Regions from separate parts of the Cyclopterus lumpus genome. Here region 2 is linked to region 1. Evidence: chromatin contacts called from public Hi-C data. All regions are on one chromosome and are shown on one strand. The core of a region is the stretch at or near the end of the contact, and the rest is flanking DNA. Distances in the headings are between cores, read along the strand shown.

What was found. A called contact is a pair of places that touch in the nucleus more often than the background predicts.
Region 2: a contact with region 1 is called in a Hi-C map of muscle, with 4 times the contacts expected there. The contact joins the promoter of rpia here to the promoter of cfd in region 1. A contact is called at or near these places in 2 of 2 Hi-C or Micro-C datasets (both in muscle).

Annotation. Positions count from the first base shown.
Region 1 is chr22:16,130,915-16,134,875 of fCycLum1.pri, forward strand. cfd (complement factor D) reads left to right here and starts at 2,113. Exons shown (of 5, transcript XM_034525704.1): 1 at 2,113-2,218; 2 at 2,624-2,780; 3 at 3,131-3,272; 4 at 3,434-3,724; 5 at 3,883-3,961. The coding sequence starts at 2,155.
Region 2 is chr22:16,275,938-16,279,898 of fCycLum1.pri, forward strand. It overlaps rpia (ribose-5-phosphate isomerase), which reads left to right and starts at 1,742. Exons shown (of 9, transcript XM_034525523.1): 1 at 1,742-1,947; 2 at 3,295-3,355. The coding sequence starts at 1,783.

The DNA.
Region 1 (3,961 bases), core at 863-3,362:
GCGGCCAAGTCTGCATATTTATAAATTAAATTATCTCTGCAAATAGCCGTTGACTTGTATATGAATGTGTGTGTTTCTCAGATGTTTTAAAATGCAACCAGACAACCTGATTAATATAAAAACTGCCAGACAAACTGACTGACAGGCTCGCTGACTCAGTGTCTGAGAATGACAGTCAGAGATCGGAATGAGCGAGTCAGGGAGGAGAGACATGAAGAAACAGAGAGAGAGAGAGTAATGAACCATTTTGAAAATATAAAGTAGAAAATGACTCTGATAACTGGTTCAATGCCAGACCACACACATGAATGAACAGATATGGATATCTACAAACACACACACAATCACACGCACACACTAACACATGTAACAGACATACAAACACACACACACAAACGCTGCATACCTGGCTGGGTGGGCCTGATTGCTCGAGGCTATACGGTAACTCGTCTCCGTGGCAACAAGGACGTTCAGGTGACAATCAAAAGTCAATTATAAAAGTCACTTCAGTGGCGTGGTCTTGTCTACGTAATATACCTTTACATATATTTGTTCTGCATGGGGAAAAAATATAATAATAATGTGCATGAATTCATCACTAGAACTCTAGAAAACACATTAGCTTTAAATGGTATTTAGTGAATTACGCTCAGATGCTGGTTAATCCGTTTTACAGCTGAATGAACTCTTCTTCAACATCATTATCATCTAGGTGGATACACATGTTTTAACCTATAATTTCCAAATGCTATGTTCCCCCTGACTTGTAATTGTGAGTACATGAGTCATGATTTAATTAACGAGGAGTAGGAAAATGTTATGAAGGGATGTAATCTCCCCACTTCACAGTAATGCGACCACAGGATCACCGTACGGTCGAACCCCTGTGACATTAGGATAGGAAGTGTAACTTTAACTATTACATATTTCTGTTCCTGAGAATTATGTTAAATTGGCATCCAGCTCACTCAATAGACTGCCTGACATGTCAAGTTATTTGTTCTTGTTTTACATTAATTTACAGTCAATATGAGCTTTCAGCAACATATTCACTATCAAGTCAAATGTCAACGTTTTCATTAACATTATTGAGTTTTGGGGTTTTTTCTAGTACTTGTTTGTACCTGCAGAGGGCAGTGCAGGTCTAGAATTAGAAAGCTGTGCTGGGCTCTGTAACTGTGTGACAGCTGTTGAGTTTCACAAACTTTAGAAAGAGTCATAGAACAGTGTCCATATGCAGTAGCCTATATTTTGACATTTCAGCCCAGATGCTAAAACAACGTATTCATTTTTTATGAAATTCTATCAAAGACATGTTGAATAATCTGTCTAATCATGACAACACTTACAGGAAGGTTTGTAGGTTTGTGCACGTATCGTACTGTACTGTGTTTGTGCAACATGCAGTACAATAAACAAGCTTATCATTACTATTGTGTATCGGACTGGGATGTACCAGACTGACTGTGTTTCCTGTTTACCCGCTAGATTTATGGGAAGAAAAGAAGAAGATAATGTCCTCTCCCTCTGAGTGTTGTGTTCAAGTGCACAAGGTCAGAGGGGGGTCGTCCAAATCTCAGCATTACGTAACTAAAAAGTGAAACTATGTGCAAGGTTTTAGTAGGTAAGTCTCTAATAAAGAAATATGTGCACCTTTGTCTGATCCAAAGCTCGTCTTCAAACACAATAACGAGCGTGAAACATATTCTACTTTGGAGTAAAGATCTACTAAATGACAATATCAGAGAAAACTCTTTTGAGTATTGTATGTATTGTAAAAATTCATACATTTTGAAGACACTGCAAGTGAATACGGTAAAAAGAATTGAAACTTTTTATTTGTTATCTTTAAATGTGCAAATGAGGCATCATAGAATACTCAAGAGGAATTTAGGAAGTAATGCAAATAGTAAAAAGTTTAAACTAAACAGCAAAATGTGAATTTGGATGTTCTCTTTCCGCTAGTCTGACAATGACAAAAACAAAGCCAAAGTTGTTTGCTATCCTGTTTTCCGGGAAACGGGGATCAGGAGGCTCCGTCAGACCACCACTTGTGTCTTGCACCATATCAACTAGATTTATGTTTCCGCTCTTTCCTGTGGAAGCCTTTAAAACTCCACAGTTGCTGGTTTTAGGTTTAGTTTAGCCGACATCATGGTGTCAGAGAGGGACGTTCTTGGGGCTGCTGCGGTTTTCCTTTTCGCCCTCATTTCACAGAGTAAGTTTGTTATTTCTTTCATAACTGATTTTACGTAATTAGATTTGGCTTCTTAGTAATTCATGTTCAATGTTTTTTATTCCACTGAAGCATTGTGTTCCTAATCTAGGTTTCTGGTCAGCCACTATTCTAAAAGTGTCACCTACTTTTTAATTTGCTCATTATTCTATTCTATTTTCATTATTCTTTAGCAATGTAGTTTATAAGTTTGGATTACATTAAAATGCTCAAATGCCCCATAATTCTAAAAAATACTATGACAATAAACTCTCTAATGTTCTACTGTAGGGCGGTGTGACTTTGCACCTTTTCATTTTGTGCAAGCTACATGAAACAAGCGTTTGAAAAGTTCAAATAGTTTATGTTGAACATTTTCCTTTTGGCTGTGTGTTTTGATCGTTTCAGGTGAGGGTATCGTTGGCGGCAGAGAGGCAGCGCCTCACTCCCGGCCCTACATGGCCTCCATCCAGGTGCCGGAGGGAGAGAACATGAAACACGAGTGTGGAGGGTTTGTGATTGCAGATCAGTGGGTGATGACTGCAGTACACTGTCTGCCAGCAGGGTAAGGCCCCCTTCTTTTAACTATGTGGGAGGCAGGACAGGCAAAATTAAGAACAACGATATCGTACATTTGTTTTGAAGTTTTAAAGTTTTTACTCGTGCGAATATTCTCTGTGTGACAGCTGAGCACCGATATATCTACATATTGACATATTTATTTGTTCTGTTTTCGTAACGGATTTTTTTTCATTAACTAAACTTAACAGCGGTGTTTTCTTTTTGTTAATATGGATATCTCATATTATGGAGCAAAAAATATGTATTTTTAGCATCATCTTTCAAATGATATCCACTTATTTTCATTGGAATGTACATTATTGATGCTACAATATTATTGTGCTCGTTCCACAGGGCGAATGGAAGGAAAGTGGTGCTGGGTGTCCATTCTCTGAGTCAAGATGAAGAGACAAAGCAGACATTTGATATTTTGGAACTTTACAATCACCCTGACTTCAGAATGTCAAATTACGATAATGACATCACTTTAATTAAGGTATATAAGTAAAGTGTGTGTGAATTGTCAGTGGTACAGAAAAGTAAATTGTTACACGTTTGTGTTTTGGTTGATAAAGCCGACAACAGAACTCTCTCTAGACCTTTGAATTATAGATCTATCAAATCCACTTTGGGACGGTTGTGTGTGTTTTTTTGCAGTTGGATCGCCCATTCAACGCCTCTAAAGCCGTTAAAGCAGTGGACTTTCTGCGAGCGGGAGGCACAAGCCCCAGCACGCATGCAGAGGTGGAGACGGCCGGGTGGGGGTCCCTCGATAACCTGGGGTCCAGACCAGACAAGCTCAAAGAGGTGGTCATCGAGGTGGGCAGCTCGGCTCGGTGCAGACGCAGCGACTACTTTGGCGGAAAGTTCACCAGCAACATGATATGTGCACATCGACTATGCCCACACCCCTGTGAGCAACCGCATAAGACAGAAGACAGCTGTGATGTGAGTTGTACTTCCTTCTCTTCTACCAAATCTAAATGGGTCAATCAAGTTATGATGATCATGAGAAAAGATGTATTTGTATGTATTTCAAAGTATACAAATGGGGTTTTCTTTGAATACGTCAATTTCCCGTTAAAGTCCCTCTTTTTCTCTCTCAGGGTGACTCTGGGGGTCCTCTGCTCTACAATGGCATCGCGGTGGGCATCACGTCCAATGGAGGAAAGAAGTGTGGCCAAG
Region 2 (3,961 bases), core at 492-2,991, 140 kb after region 1:
CACATCCCATTAAAAACACGTGGGTGAAAAGTATCAAATTGAATCCTCTGCGCCAGCTCTCTGATGTCTCTCCCAAAGCTGAAATGACAACTGCACCCTTTGTTGTCTACAAGAAAAACTATCAAGATCCAATTGGCAGATAGACTGTAATGAAATCTACAGAGCACATGTTCAGCCCTCTAGAGAATTAACCCTTTGTATTTTGGACACTTTAATCTTGCACCACCTTCAGGCCAAAAATGACAACTTTACGCGGAAGAAAGCTCACAATCTAATATAAATGTTGTGAAAATTGCTAAGCTCAGTCATGCTCCCAATGGAATGAACCTTTAAAAGTGTACTGACATCAAGTCTTTTCCTCTGGCGCCACCCTCAGGATAAACTATAGAAGTTCAGCATGGTAAAAATGCCCGGATGTGACTTGATCCGCCCAGTTCCTAAAGGATGCATCAGAGGAGACTTGTGGGTACTTTTGACAGCCAATTTTCTCTCTCTCTCTCTCTCTCTCTCTCAATAATGTGGGCGACTGTGGGTCAGTGGTTAGCAGGTCCGTCTTTCAATCAGGGAGGTTGGTGGTTCAATACCCACCCTAGTCGATGTGTCCTTGAGCAAGACACTTAACCCTGAATTGTTCCCGGTACAAATCCCGAGGGAGGCTGGGGACATGGAATCCGAGTGGACCTTGTTCAAAGCCTCTATTGTGGACGTGGCTGCTCGGGGCTGTGGCCGGAAGGTCATCGGTGCCTGTCGTGGCGGCAACCCGAGAACCCGGTGGTGGACACCGGGGGGGAGGGAAGCCGTCAAACTGAAGAAGGAGGCCTTTCGGGCCTGGCTGGCCCAGGGGTCTCCTGAAGCAGCTGACGGGTACCGGCGGGCCAGAAGGGCTGCAGCGGCGATGGTCGCGGAGGCTAAAACTCGGGCATGGGAGGAGTTCGGGGAGGCCATGGAGAAGGACTTTCGGTTGGCCTCAAGGAAGTTCTGGCAAACCATCCGACGGCTCAGGAAGGGAAAGCAGGCTTCCTTCGTAGGGTGGCCGGGCTCAGCCTTAGAGATAGGGTAAGGAGCTCGGACATCAGGGGGGAGCTTGGAGTCGAGTCGCTGCTCCTTCGTGTCGAAAGGAGTCAGCTGAGGTGGTTTCGGGCATCTAGTCAGGATGCCTCCTGGACGCCTCCCATTAGAGGTTTTCCGGGCACGTCCAACTGGTAGGAGGCCCCGGGGAAGACCGAGGACACGCTGGAGGGATTATATCTCCCGGCTGGCCTTGGAACGCCTCGGGATCCCCCAGAATGAGCTGGAAAGTGTTGCGGGTGAGAGGGAAGCCTGGGTCGGCCTGCTGAACCTGCTGCCACCGCGACCCGACCCCGGATAAGCGGGTGATAATGGATGGATGGATGTTCCCGGTAGCTGTGTCTACGGTGTATGATTGGAAGTCGCTTTGGATAAAAGCGTCAGCTAAATGGTATGTATGTATATATATATATACACACACACACACACATATATGTATACACACATAAATCATAATTATGGGTCAAATATAAATGTTGTATCTGATCATTTTGACTTTTTAATCTCGTCAGTATGCTTTTCATCGTTAATTCGGCTTATCTGATCATTATGACTGAACATGGACATATTATCATGGCTAAGTGTTTACCTTATTTTTAAATGCATTCAATCACTAACTTCCTGTTGCAGAGAAGAAACCTGCCCTGCAGTCTCTCTCTCTCTCTCTCTCTCTCTCTCTCCCTCCCCCTCCCTCCCTCTCCCTCCCTACGGGTCATGAGGCTCCAGTGGTGGGTCTTCTTCGGTAAGGTCGCATCTGGACTCGCCTCTCCAGCATCCCGCAGCCAGACACACACGTGTCCGCTCCGTCAGTCCGCCGCTAGCATGGCAGAGGAAGCGAAGAAACTGGCCGCTTACGCCGCCGTGGACAACCACGTCCAGGTAGAGTGCACCGTGTCCCCGTTATGCCATATGTCCACGCGTGTTCAACTAGCTCGCTCGTTTGTAGCCTCGAGAGCCATATGCTAGCTTGCTATCGTATTGCAGGTTGCCTAACGGTCCGGGAGGGATTTAGCTCGGCGTTCTGCGTGCTTTGCCCCGGGATAGTGGGCTAACTTTGTCCGGCATTAAGGACTAAATATACCAGTTACACCATATGTGTTCGCTAAGAAGACGTTTAATGTGGCTTTAAGGGATGGCCAAATGGAAACGGATGACTTTAACGACTGCGGTCAACTCCGCCGGCCCTGAAATTGGTGTGCACCTATATACTGACATTCATGGTAAACACGTTCAAAGGACCCAGATCGGGAGCGAGCGACGGTTTTGCAAAGTTAGCGGAAATATCCACGTGAAACAACATCCGGTTTTAAAAATAAGATGTGGATGAATCGTATACTTGCAAATAAGGACGTTAGATTAAATGAATTATATTCACATTAAGTATAACACGTGACCTTTTAAAGATCAAATAAACCTCAATTGTGCATATAGTGTATGTATTCTTTGCTTTAAGGGGTTAATTGAAAGATAATTAATTATTTATATCTGACCAACTGATATGTATGTGTTAGGGACATTTTTGACCACATCCAAACTAAAAATTAAATATCTTAACTCTACTAATTCGGATAATTTACTACGTAAAAACTGAACTGATTTTGAACCTTTCAAATAGATAATTTCTGCAATTTGTAGGTGGTATAAAGATCATTTTCTCAATATTTCAAAGTAAGAGATTCTTCAAAGTAAAAGTCCTACATTCATCATTTCTGAATATTAAAAGGTCAATAAAAATACTTGTATCAATAGATCCAGGCAATGACCGATACATATGTGTTCAGGACGTCTTGGACTCGAACCCATATTGACAATCAAACAATTTTACCTTACAGATTAGGAGATATTTCAAAGTAAAGGTCCTACCTTTGTACTTCAAAAAGCTAATTTCTGATTATTGAAAGTTCAATAAAAATACATTTCTCAATAAATCCAGGAAATGACTAATGCATATGTGTTTAGGACGTAGGATTGATATGTTTTGTTGAAACTGCAAAGAACAGTATTTTGCTTTAAAATTCATTGTATTTTTTTAGGCTGTTTGTATATCTGTGTTCAAGCTATGACAACACATAAGCACACTTTAATACAACTCCACTGTTCCTCTTATTGTGTCTATTGCTGCGGTTTCATTTCAAAACACCTCCAGTCAAGCTAATGCCAATTTATTGCAGCTTTTTTTTAGAGCCTGGTGTGAAATGTTGCATGGTTATTTCCTGTCTCTCATAGAACAACCAGGTGGTTGGAGTTGGCAGCGGATCAACCATTGTCTACGCTGTGGACAGATTAGGTGAGTAAAACCATTATTATTCTGTGTTTAGATGTAGTCTATGAGGCATCTGATCAGATATAACTCCTCACCAACTGACTTGTGTCTTTCAGTGAAAATCATATTAAATAGAACAACATTTAGATTGTTAATGCCAGTGCTTAAATCGGTGGTTCTCAAACTGTGGGGTGCGCCCCTCTCGTGGTGTGCAGTGGTACTACATGTGGGGTGCAGGAGGAAATACTTTTATTGAGAACTTCACATATTACACAAGTTCAAAGTACACAGCCATAAAACTGAGTCATTAATACATACGTGTTGAAATACCTGTACCTTTGTGTACATGTTACGCCCTTAACAGGTTATCTGCGAGATCGGCATTTCTGCTGTTGCCTTTCAAAACAAAAGCTCAACATTGAGCATGAATTGAGAGTGGCTGAAGCAAGCCCGCTTTAGTGTGGACACAATATTTGCAGCCACTAATACTAATACAACTTGACACATATCTGCACTAATTTTGTGTTGCACGTTATTGTTTTTTAAATGTATGCATTGTAAAACTCTTTATTGCCAAATATTTGAACTTGTTTTGTTTAGTCTTTCACAGGTTGCACTTATTGTTATTAT